Linked DNA regions of Mus musculus: all the other regions are linked to region 2. A link is a contact called in public HiCAR-type and promoter capture Hi-C data. All regions are on one chromosome and are shown on one strand. Each heading gives the region's core, a stretch centred on a gene start, on an enhancer-like site or on the middle of the called end of the contact. The rest is flanking DNA. Distances are from core to core; before and after follow the strand shown.

The links. Promoter capture Hi-C pulls out the DNA fragments that hold promoters and counts their contacts. HiCAR-type assays count read pairs that join an accessible place to other places.
Region 1: a HiCAR-type map of astrocytes shows a contact between it and region 2, with 4 times the contacts expected there. The contact joins the promoter of Papola here to the promoter of Cyp46a1 in region 2. A contact is called at or near these places in 3 of 39 promoter capture datasets (cranial neural crest, liver and pre-B cells) and 4 of 115 datasets of contacts at active chromatin or transcription factors (astrocytes, large pre-B cells, thymic regulatory T cells and 1 more).
Region 3: a contact with region 2 is called in a HiCAR-type map of astrocytes, with 5 times the contacts expected there. The contact joins the promoter of Ak7 here to the promoter of Cyp46a1 in region 2. A contact is called at or near these places in 3 of 39 promoter capture datasets (cranial neural crest, hippocampal neurons and pre-B cells) and 1 of 115 datasets of contacts at active chromatin or transcription factors (astrocytes).
Region 4: a promoter capture Hi-C map of pre-B cells shows a contact between it and region 2, with 5 times the contacts expected there. The contact joins the promoter of Ppp2r5c here to the promoter of Cyp46a1 in region 2. A contact is called at or near these places in 1 of 39 promoter capture datasets (pre-B cells) and 1 of 115 datasets of contacts at active chromatin or transcription factors (astrocytes).

What each region holds. Positions count from the first base shown.
Region 1 is chr12:105,783,447-105,786,562 of GRCm38.p6, forward strand. It overlaps Papola (poly (A) polymerase alpha), which reads left to right and starts at 1,251. Exons shown (of 22, transcript NM_011112.4): 1 at 1,251-1,468. The coding sequence starts at 1,461.
Region 2 is chr12:108,332,614-108,335,665 of GRCm38.p6, forward strand. Cyp46a1 (cytochrome P450, family 46, subfamily a, polypeptide 1) reads left to right here and starts at 1,703. Exons shown (of 15, transcript NM_010010.2): 1 at 1,703-1,951. The coding sequence starts at 1,833.
Region 3 is chr12:105,704,601-105,707,373 of GRCm38.p6, forward strand. Ak7 (adenylate kinase 7) reads left to right here and starts at 1,382. Exons shown (of 18, transcript NM_030187.1): 1 at 1,382-1,666. The coding sequence starts at 1,565.
Region 4 is chr12:110,445,752-110,448,493 of GRCm38.p6, forward strand. Ppp2r5c (protein phosphatase 2, regulatory subunit B', gamma) reads left to right here and starts at 1,473. Exons shown (of 16, transcript NM_001373949.1): 1 at 1,473-1,634; 2 at 2,221-2,286. The coding sequence starts at 1,608.

The DNA of each region.
Region 1 (3,116 bases), core at 1-2,500, 2.5 Mb before region 2:
TGGGGAGGGAGCTTTAGGAGTGAAAGGAAGCCCTAAGTGCAGGGGACCTCCAAAAGCTTCTTTCTTTTTTTTTTTTTTTTTTTTTTTGGTTTTTCGAGACAGGGTTTCTCTGTGTAGCCCTGGCTGTCCTGGCACTCACTTTGTAGACCAGGCTGGCCTCGAACTCAGAAATCCGCCTGCCTCTGCCTCCCGAGTGCTGGGATTAAAGGCGTGCGCCACCACGCCCGGCCAAAAGCTTCTTTCAAGAAGCTATGAGAAGGAAAAGGAATAGTTGGGCCTTTCTAATGATTACTCAGAACAGAATGGTGAGTGTACCCAGCCAAACCCCGTAAGAAGTGTGCCAGGGGCTGGAAATTTTAGGAAGGAAAAATACATTATCTTAAGATGAACCCAGCATACTAGGAATGGCTCCTTTTTCTGAGTATGGTCCAGTAACCCGAACTTCACCTGCCCAACTGCATTAACTCTTCAGCACAGAGACAAGGTCATAGTCACACCCAGAAGTATATTCCAATCTATCACATAAAATTGGTAGTGGTGTTTCACACCTGTAATGTCAACACTCAGGAGGTGGAGGCAGGAGGATCAGAAACTAAGGGCTAGTAGCTTCATGGGAGCCTGTCTTATAAAACAAACAAGAACAACAACAACAACAACAACAAAAAACCCGCCAAAACCCCAAAGGTTACTGTCAATTTTATTAAATTATTGCCTTGGTCCGGAATCCCCTGCCCTGCACATTTGGCATGAGAAGCACAGGTCTGGGCAACACAGATGCAGAGGGTCATCGTCAGGGGAGGGGATCCACGGCCACACTTCTGGGACAGGCTCTGTACTGGGCTCTAACACATTTAAGTCCTCACTCACATCGATGTTTAAAAAGCAGTTCTCCCACGCAGCGGAGGTGCAACTGGCACCGAACAGCTCTCGGTTCCAGGCATCCCCCGCGCTTGGGCTGCCCCGCACGTGGCGCCCGCTTGGGCCGCGCCCCCTTCTCATCGCTGCCACGGCTGCGTCACTCTCATTCGCCAGGACGGCGTCGCCAAGCGAATGAACTACAGCCTCTCGCTCGGAGCCTCCCGCACCCATCCCACGCTCTACCACGAAAGCGTGAGATCACCGGGGGGGGGGGGGGGGGGGGGGAGGGGGAGAAGCGCCGCTTCACGCCGAGAACTACATTTCCCGTCAGGTCTTGCGGCGTCGCGCAGCGCGCGCGCAGGCGCGCGCTCGGTGTGCGTGGCGGCGTCAGCGGTTCTAGAACGTTGCTGTGGTAGCGCTCGGGCGCCATGTTAGGACGAAGGGGAAGGAGGAGAAGCGCTTAAAGCGGCGGGGCACGGGTGCAGGACTGGGTTGGCCCCGGGGCTGAGGTAGGCTGCCGTCCTTCCCGCCTCGGTGGATCATGCCCAGGACGGCAGCGGTCGCGGGGGGGAAGTGACTGGGCGGTGCCGGCGCCGGAGACGATGCCGTTGTAAGTGATTGGCGTGCTGAGTGAGGCGCACGCCGGCCGGGCCCCGGGGGTGGCGGAGGGGGAGGGGAGGCGCACGGGCGCCCCGGGCCGCGGCTTCCGGCCCCTCGGGCGCGGGGCCCCCGCAGGATCCCCAAGCGGAACGGCGCCCGGCGCGGACTGGCGGGCCGCGGCTCCCGGGTTCCTTCCTGTCCCGGTTTCACCATGGCGCCGTCCAGCCCCCTAGTTCCCCACTTCCGCTTCCCTCGGAGCGGGTGAGGAACCGGGGCCGGGAGGGAGCAGGCCGCGCTGGCGGCCCGGGGGCAGCTTCCGGAACGGCGGGCTGCGGGGCGGCGCCGTCCCTGCTTTGTTGTGACTAGGCAACCTGGCTTCGGCGCGCTACCTGATCGCTCCCGCCCTTGGGTCACTTGTGTTGTGATTGCGAGTGTACGCTTTGAGCTAATTCACTTAGGCCTTCTAATGTCGCTAGGTCTACTTTACACACTTGACCGTGATTTTTCTTTACTTAATTTCCCCCCTCCCCCCTTTTCTCCTAAGAAAGATATTTGGAAACCGGTTGTTGGGATTCGAAAGTAGATGAGGGTTTTATGTTCCAACTAACCTATCTTGGCGAAAAGGCTTTAGGTCGTGCGACTGCTTTTCTTCCAAACAAGAGAGGCAGTTTTGGACGTAGCCTCAATGTGACAGATCTAGGGTTGTACTTACTAATTTAAAAATGGATTTCATGCGCTTTTCTTTCTCACACACTAGCTTGCTAGCTTTACTCGACCCTGATGTTTAGTCCAGAGACCTGTCAGCTGTATTTCTGTAGTGATAACATTTGTTGGGCTTAATTAACCACAAAGTTCCCTTTGACTCCTTATTCATGGAACAAGGGTAAAGGAGCACGAGAATAGAATCTATAAAGATGTTTGGTGTTTTTCAGTGGGGTTCAAGTAGATGTGAGTGAGTGAGGTGTTGTCACATGATGACCTTGTATTAGCTCATCCAGACTTTTTTCTGATACATCAGTGCTTAAAAAAAGATATGGTTGCACACTCTAAAGGGAAGGCTTCGGATTAGAAATGTTATCTTGTGTCTGGGAGTGAAGGTAGGAGGGAGAGTACAGGTTTCCTGCAGTTTTTATTTCAGTGCACTTCTGAAAGTGGAACGGTACAAGGAGGCTGCATGAGCACCGCACATGTCCAGGTCTATGCTTGAAGTTCTTCAGTCTATTTCCTTTAGGTTTAAAAAAATGGAGCCAAGACAGATGGACATGCACATGACCCCTTTTTTTTGTGTGTTTCATGGGATTTGAACTCTATAGCCAGTTTCTTACAAGCTGTTCTATCTCCATCCAGAGTGTACTGGGACTTTTAATCCAGGGAAACCCAAGACTGCCTGGCTGAGGAGGACAGGCCTGCCTTCCTCCTCATTACTTTGTTTCTTGAGGGCTCTGTCCCTGAGCTCACCTCTCCATGGGACGCCTTGTTCTTCTGTGTGCCAGCATCACTTGCCATGATTTTTACTTTTGATCTTTTGAATTGAGATTTCCTGGATAGTTTGTGTTTGGTATCCAGTGTGGGTTTTGGTGTGCCTGTTAAATTTAGACAATGTAAGTTGGGATTGAAGCATAGACAGTTCAGGTGAATGGTCAGAATGGACTGAGTCG
Region 2 (3,052 bases), core at 453-2,952:
GCTCAGGGTGAGGGGTCATAACACCCTCCTAAAGTGACCATGCCATGCTTCTCTGCTCTGCACACCACCCTCCCAGTATTGGAAATTGAACCCAGGACCTTGTATTGTGTGTTTACAAACAAGCACCTTACCACTAAGCCAGATTGCTAACCCTTAAAAAAAAAGAAAAAAGAAAAAAAATTAGGACAGGGTCTTAAGTTGCTCAGACTAGCCTTGAACTCTGAAGGCCTAAAATATTTTATTTTTGAGACAGGGTTTCTGTATAGTCTTGGCCTGGTCTGCCTTCCCAGTGCTGAGATTCAAGGTGTGTATCACCCACCATATCCACCTAGCCTCGAACTTTTGATCCTTTCTCCTGTGAGCACCACGATGCCCCACGGTCTTTGCTGTCTACTCTCTTTAACTCGCCTAAAAGCACGCAAGAAGTCTACACCCTCCTCGCAGTCTCATGCCTTCATCTCCTCTCAATTCAGGAGCTTTCACAAATGGCTAAACTAAACTGGCTGACCTTCCTCTGCCCCCAAGCAGGGCCACGGGAGGTCCCTGTTGCGCACATGCGACTGCCGCTCGCTACCACACGGGGGCGCGGTGGCAAGCCACATCCCCCTAATGCCACTCAGAGGCCAGTCCCCGGTTGGATGCTTGGCTTCCCGTCTTGTTCAGGCTGAGGTGGCCTCTCCAGACCGAAATCAAGCACAGCTCCTAAAGCTCTCCCCGTCACCTGCAGCTCACGGATCCCTGATATGTCCCTCCCGGGGGCTGGTCCTGTATACCCGGAAATGTAGGCACACGGTCCACACTTTTTTCCTGTTTTTCTGTCTTCAGACCCCTCCAGGACCTAACCAAGGTCTCGGAGTAGTCAGAAACCGACCTTCTCTCGAGGTCTTCAGAGCCCCCACTCCCCAATCCCGAGGCTCTTTATCTAGTCAAGGAGAGCGCACATCTGGCCCTCCCATCCACTGCAGGCCTATCTGAGCGTCCCCCACGGGAACTGAAACTCGGAAGTGAGGAGCACTTTGCGCTTCCACCGGGTGAGAAGGCGGAGCACAGCCCAGCACATTCCTATGGACCATCACCCATACTCAGGATTATGGTTTTCCCGGGCCCAGGAACTCCTGCATCCTGCTAGGATCTTGTCCTCCGCCTCCGGGCGGACGCTGGCACACAGCGGGCGCAAGGCTTGCACCGACCTGCAATGAAGGCGCAGCGCGAGGACATTTGGGATTGACTAACTTTGGGGCGCTAAGGTTTCAGGGAGATGTTTGAGAACAGTCAGCGCAAGACGGGGATTGGAGGGCTGGGAAAGGGTTTTCAGAAGGTTTGCACGAGAAAGGAAGAGGCCTGGCACTGCACGCGGAGAGACAGTTGGCGAGGCCAAAGGGGCGGAGCCAGCGGACGGGATTTGCGCCGCCGCCTGGGCAGCTTGCGCCCAGGAAGCGAGGTTGCCAGGACAACGCGTTCTGGGCGGGGCGACTTCGGGGTGGAGTCTGAGCTCAAGAGAGGGTAGAAGGGGCGTGGCCTCAAAGTCTGAGCCAAAAGCCAGGTTGTGATTGGTGAATACTTATCGCTCTGGGCGGGAACGGCGTGGCGGCTGGGGCTGGGCCTCAAAGAGGGCGTGGCCGTGCGGGGGCGGGTCCTGAGAGCTAGGGCTGGAGGCGGAGACGTGGTTGGCGGGTCCGCGTGCCCGGGGCGGGGTCGAGCCAGCGGGGGCGGAGCCGAGCGGCGGGGGCGGTGCTGGTGAGCGCGGGGCCTGGGGCCGAGGCGGCGCGCAGCGCTGACAGCTAGTCGGTCGCAGCCTCCGGCCCCCTCTGCACCGGCGCCGACCACGAGCCATGAGCCCCGGGCTGCTGCTGCTCGGCAGCGCCGTCCTGCTCGCCTTCGGCCTCTGCTGCACCTTCGTGCATCGCGCTCGCAGCCGCTATGAGCACATCCCCGGGCCGCCGCGGCCCAGGTGAGCGGGGGGTGGGGGCGGGGGCCTGGCTGGGGCTCTCGATCGCGGGGTCTGGGGACCGCGTCAGAGCCAGCGCCCAGGACGGGGGTCCAGCCTCGTCTTGTACGCACGGCCAGCCCGGAGACGCAGGCCCGGAGAGGGGCGCTAACTATTCTTAGTAACAAATTACTCACAGCCGCAGCAGCTGCTGGGCGCCCACCGCGCTTGGCTGGGCCGCACAAATGTGTCGGCAGCTACAGTCCTGTCAGGTAAGCGCTGCTGTTACCCCATCGTTCAGACCTGCAGACTGAGGCGCACGCGGGGAAGTCACCTGCCAAGGTCACACAGTTGGTAAGCCTAGATTTAAACCCAGGTTAGGCTGCTTTCGAAGTGGACGCTGCTAACTTTAGGACTTGGACAGGGCCAACCTGTCCAAATACTGAACACTGTACTCCCGTCACGTTTTTCTGTTTCTGTGTTTCTGTCCTGGGACATTCCATTTGTCCTCAGTATTTCCATTCCGTTTTTGGCCACTTTACCAATGGCTCCCATCAAAAGCTTACCTTTCTTTTCCTTTTCTTTCTTATTCCTTTTCTCACCCCCCCCCCTTTTTTTTTGGAGACAAGGTTTCTCTTCAAAACCCTGGATGTTCTGGAACTCACTATAGACCAGGCTGACCTCAAAACTCACAGAGAGATCTGCCTGTCTCTGCCTCCTGAGTGCTGGGATTAAAGGCCTGTGCCACTATACCTGGCAAGAGCTTTTTGAAGCTTAGAGTAGATGTGTAATGAAAGTGTCCCAAGGGCTTCCCATCACTTCAGAGTTGAAAAATCCCGTTTCACATGAACCATACCACACAGCTAGCAAGCTACTACTAAGTTCACAGGCAACTTAGTACCTGTCCCCTCTTGCCCCCTTTGCATACTACGGTTGCCCTAAGCCTGCCTGTCCCCTACATCTCTCCATTGGCTCTCCCCATTCACCTTCTCTGGCCTGTGAGTGGTATTTTCTTGTTCTCATATCAAACAGGCTGTCCCAATCCCTCTATGTGAAGCCTGCCCAGCCCCGGTAATTTTAAGGCTACCCCTGGAGTCACCTTTTTTCCCACCTGTTGATTGCCCC
Region 3 (2,773 bases), core at 132-2,631, 2.6 Mb before region 2:
AGGACTTTGCAGTACTTAATAAAAGGCACCACACACAGTTGGTAGTAACATGCATGCACAGGAAAGAACTAATGGAATGATACAGCAGTTGCTATAATATAATCAATATAATCAATATAACCAATAGGCACACAATGGCTCAGCAGTCAAGAGCACTGGCTGCTCTTGCAGAAGACCTGAGAGTGGTGCCTCATAGCTCTCTGTTATTCCAGTTCCAGGGATCCAACGTCTCTTTTGGTCTTGGATGCCACCAGGAAAACATGTGACACAGAGACATTCATGCAGGCAAACACACGTACACATAAAAATAAATATTTAATTTCTATATATGCATGCATATTTGCATAAAATACGTTCATGTATTTAGATTTAACAAGTTAGTGTTTAAAACTATTTCAGTGCAGTCGGACCCTTCCAACAAAACAAGCCGGTTGTTTCATAACACACCACAACTTTTGATGAAAACAAAATACACATTGTTTATTGCATTAATGTATTTGTGGAAGAGGGGTGTGTGTGCCAGGGCACATGTGTAGAGGACAGCTTGCTGGAGCCCGGTCTCTTTGGGACAGAGGGATGGAACTCACGTTGTAAGGCTTGATGGCACCTCCTTCACCCTCCGAGCAAGAGGTGGTTTATTTCAGCAACTGCACGAGTATTCTCATTTGTAAAGAAGACCCAGAGCTTAAACGGTCTGAGTGTAAACTTCATGATTGTGTGTGAATTCCTGGTCACAAAGTCCCTCCAGGCACCTCCACCAAATCCCCAGGCAGGGTGGTAAGGGGGGAGGGGGCATCTGAAAATGCTTAGGAAAGACAATCTGGGAAGAAAAATCTCAATTGAGAAGATGCCTCCATAAGAATGGCTTACAGGCATGTGTATGGGGCATTTTCTTCATTGATAGAAGACCCAGATCACCGTGAGCATCCTGCCCTTGATCCTGAGTTCTCTTAAGAAAGCAGACCGAGCAAGCCCGTAAGCCACGTTCCTCCAAGGTCTTTGCTTCCGTTCCTGCCTCCAGCCAGGTTCATGCCTTCTGCCCTGGCTTCCCTGGATGATGGGTCTACAACCTGTTAGTTTTGGTCTGGTACTCTCACAGCAATAGAAAGCAAACTAGTCAAACCCCTAAGCCAGTAGAACCCTGTGCACCAAGCAGCTACTGGGCAGTACAGGCTGTGGTGGTGGGCTCTCACGCTGTGGTCCTTGACCCCAAAACTCGTGACATCTGCTTTTCTTTACAGTAGAGAAATTGTTTACCCAAGCAGAGCGTCCTACAGGAGATGTGCCGAAGGCAGTTAGACAGTTCTCCAGGGAGATCAGCCCCGCCCTTTAGGACACGCCCCGGCCAGACCCGTGCCACGCCCCCAACGGACCCTCCCCCAGAGCTGCACCCTATCCAGAGCCCTCACCACAGGACACGCCCCGCCCAAAAGCAAGCCACACCCCTCCGAGAGTCCGAGCCTCGCCTCAGGGAGCCTGACCCTTTCAGCCTTCCAAAGCCCAGCCTCTCCTCCTTAGCAACCGACAGGACTCTTTCACCTTAGCAACTACTACAGCTTCCACCATGGCTGAAGAGGAAGTTCCTGCGACCACCGAAAAAGTTCTGAAGATACAGAGGGTATTCATAAACCATCTGGACACCTATAGCAGCGGAAACATAGGAAAGGTGAGCGGTGACCCGAGCCAAACTGGCCCTCAACCCTCAGTGTGTGTCCCTGATCTATCTCCACAGCAAAGGCCTGCATCACTGGCTGTTAGGAGCCTCCCCGGGGGAAGAAGATTCCAATCCTAGCACATCAGTGCCTCCAGGACCTGTCCCTAAGCAGGCTTGACCCATGTTCCTTCCTAATAACGCAGGTGTTTTGGCTATGGTGAAAATGAGGCTCAAGAGAGGAAAGGGCTTGCACAAATCATAGGTATTATGGGCGGGACCTGGAGCACACAACGCGTAAGTCCCGCCATTATGTCATCCAGGAAACATCCATCTAGCGTTTTTAAGCATCTGTTTTGTGCTAGGCACAATTTCTGACCAGGTCCCATTAAGCTTCCTTACTTCCAGGAAAGTTATGGAGATGACTTAGCAGGAGACCTTACTTGAGACACAAGTGTGAGGACCTGAGGTCTGACCCCCATCATCTATGGAGAAAGTGAGCAAGTAGTATTCTACCTCTAGCGTAAACACACACACACACACTCACACACACACACACACACACACACACACACACATGATCCCAAGAGAGAACCTAGGAGCTGTCATTCTAAATTGTTCATCCAAAGACAGTCATGTTTTAGGGGCTGGAGACCCAGGTTCAATTCCCAGCACTCATATGGCAGTCCAGATTGTCTGTAACTCCAGTCCAAGATGATCTGATGCCTCTTTTTTGGCTTCTGGCGGCACACTGCATGCACATGGCACACACACACACACACACACGCCCTCACAAACACACACACATGCACATAAAATAAAAATAAATCTTAGCACACACCTGCAGAGGCCCTGCCATTGAGGACTCTGGATCCGTTGGGTTGAGGAATCTGCCAGCTTGTGGGAAGTCAAAGGTAATGAGGTACCCTCACCCTCGCTGCACTGCTAATTAAGTAGCAGAGGGGATTAGAACTCAGGCTTCCTGCCTCCCAAGATGGTTAAAAATGAGTGTGGAAACAAACCCCCTAGTGACTCATTAAAGCAAATCACCAGATGACCAGTTGTGGCATAATTAAATTCTGGCGTGGATTATCAAGGGGTGGTGGCCTGCTGGACGGCTCT
Region 4 (2,742 bases), core at 223-2,722, 2.1 Mb after region 2:
GGGTTTTGATAAATCTCTCTTTTTTTAACCCCCACAGAGCTTGGGTGAGAACAACCAAAAATGCTTTGCTTGGCATTTACAAGAGTTAAAACAAAAACAAACAAAAACCAAGGGTTAAGATACATCGATTTTTCAGTGCCTTGGCCTGGGTACGTAGCTGAAGTCTCCAGCGTTTGTCTAGCAGGCTCAAAGCTTATGACGAAGGCACCTCCTAAATCATGAGTGAGCGCCTGAAGTCTCCTGCACTCGAAACAGTTCACTCCTACAGTCTTCCTTCTGAGTGCTCCCCCTTAGCATAGGATGTCAGACACTGACAACTCCAAAAACAGGACTGTATAAGTAGCGAATTAGCTTCTTCCCTCATAAAGAGCTACTAGAGAAGTGAGAGAATCAAGTGATCCCTGGTCTTCATGCAGTTTTCTCACAGGCTAACGACCACTGGTAATTAAAGAATAACAAAGACGCAGGGCTGCTCAGACGTAATGGGCTCGGAAAAAAAGCCTACACTGATCTGACTACCTCCCTGGTGGGCCGGGGCGATGGGTGGCAGTGTGCAGGTAGAGTCTCAGAGTGAGCAGCTGATGGGCTCGGCCTAGGTGGATCCAATCCCTAAGACGTAAGGTGGGCGGTGCCTACATTGGGGAAGCCGGTTGCCTTGCGGGTGAGTCTGGAACAGAGAAATTTCGGCGTGCAGGACCACAGGGGAACTAGGCAGTCTACACTTGGACCGCCGTGGGCAGAGTCTGCTCTGGGGAGAGTTCCTTTGCTCGCGTGGGCGGGGACGAAAGGAGAGGCGTGGACTCTATAGGCGGGGCTGAGGCGAGCCCCGCCTCTGAGGCGTGCGGTGGGCGGAGCGTACCCCGGAGCCAGCAGCATTGCCTTCGTGGGCGGGGCCTAATGGCCCAAGGAAACCGCCGCTCGCGCGGTCCCGGGTCTCCTCCGCACTGCACGAGCGTCACCGCTACCAGGCTTATGGGGTAGAGTTTTTCGTGCCTGGAAGGCTACAGAATAGTCGCCATACATCTCACATGTGCATTCCCGCTCCTCACTGTCCTTTGCTCTCCTCCCCGTCCCGGCTCAGCGGCCGTGACTTTATCACCTCCGTTGTCCGCACACGCCTCCCTCTCCCCAGTAGCTCCCTCCCTGATGGCTCCACCAAAACCTTCACAGCCCGGCACACGAGCCGGTCCGCACCGAGGGGGTGGGGACAGGCCGCGCAGTGGGCGGGGCGACGCTGCGGAGCGTTAGGGCACGTGGGGCCGTGTCGGCCAATGGCGTGGCGTCGTTGAGGGCGGCGAGGCGGGGAGAGGGCAGCGTGGGGCCGGCGCGGGGCGGGGCCTGGGGCGGGGGCGGGGCCTGCCGGGAGAGGGGCGGAGAGACGCCGCCGCCGCTGCCGCCGCCGCCGCCGCCGCCGCGGCTGCCGCAGCCTCTGGGAGCCTGGAAAAGGGGAAGCGAGAGCGGACGAGCGACTCAGTCCCCGGGCGGCGGCTGCAGCGGCGGCGGCGGCGGCCGGGGCGGCGCGACGGCCGGGCCGGGGGCGCTTCTGCTGCTGCAGCGGCAGTGGCGGCGGGCGGAGGCAGGGGCGGCGGCGGCGGCCCGCACCAGCCATGCCGAATAAAAACAAGAAGGAGAAAGTGAGTCGGGGCCGGGGGCTCCGGGACCGGGTCTGGGGTCCCCGCGTCGGCGGGTAGGGGCGGGGCGGCAGGTCGTCCAGGCTCGCGGGCGGGCCCAGGGCGCTGGCAGGATTGCATGGAGCTGGGGAGGCCGCTCAGGCTCTGAGGTGGCGCTGAGGTGCCGCGGTCGCTCTGGGTGGCGGCTGATGCTCCGTGCAGTGCTCTGCGTGGCGGGGGCTGGGGTGCTGGAGCGTTCCGGACTCGCCCCAGAAACCCTCACTTGTGAGGTTTAAGGGTGGGAGGGGAGAAAGGGATGGGCCGAGAGCTGGGGTTACGTGTCCCTACCTGGAGTTTTCACCTCCCTCCCCCGCCCCCCAACACAGACATGAAGAGAAACGGAATTTGAAGGCTGCTGGTATTGTGAATATACTCAATATGATGTAGTTTGCTGCTGACATATTAAAGCCATCAGAAGCTCTCAGTGATATGTATCAATTTAGAAACTGCATTTGAGCTGATGCTTAGCGGTCCAAATATTGAGAACACTAATGGTTTTTTGTTGTTGTTTGTTTTTGTTTTTTTGTTTTTGTTTTGTGATGATTCCCAGGAACCACCAAAACCGGTGAAAAGTGGAAAAGGTCCAAAAGAAGGACAAGATACAGCAGAAACAGAGGTAACCTCTGGACAAGCTCATTGTTATTCTTGATCAGCCTTTAATCTAGGGTCTAACACGGAGGCTCTACAAACCAAAGTGTTTCTGAAGTCTTTTCTTATGAGTTACTTATCCCCCCCCCCACTCTTTTATTAAAGTGTGCACAGCGAAACTGACATTTTAAAAACAGTTTTGTGGCTTCTAACAGAGCTCAAGCCCTCCCAGTGAACTGGTCTTAAATGGAGTCTCTAGCTTTAGGGTCTGCCCCCTCGTTCCTTTTCTGTGTCTCTGGCTCTCTCAGTGACTTCCACGGTCCTTGCTTTCCTTGCTGCAGCCTCGAACTGGTGTCCTGGGCAAGCTTCTCTTCTGCTGATGTCTGGTCCTTTTCAACTAAGTGTGGATGTGTTTTGGTGGCTCTAATTTGGGTACTTTTTTTTTTTTTTTTAAACAGTCTTCTATTTCCTTTCCCACAAGCTC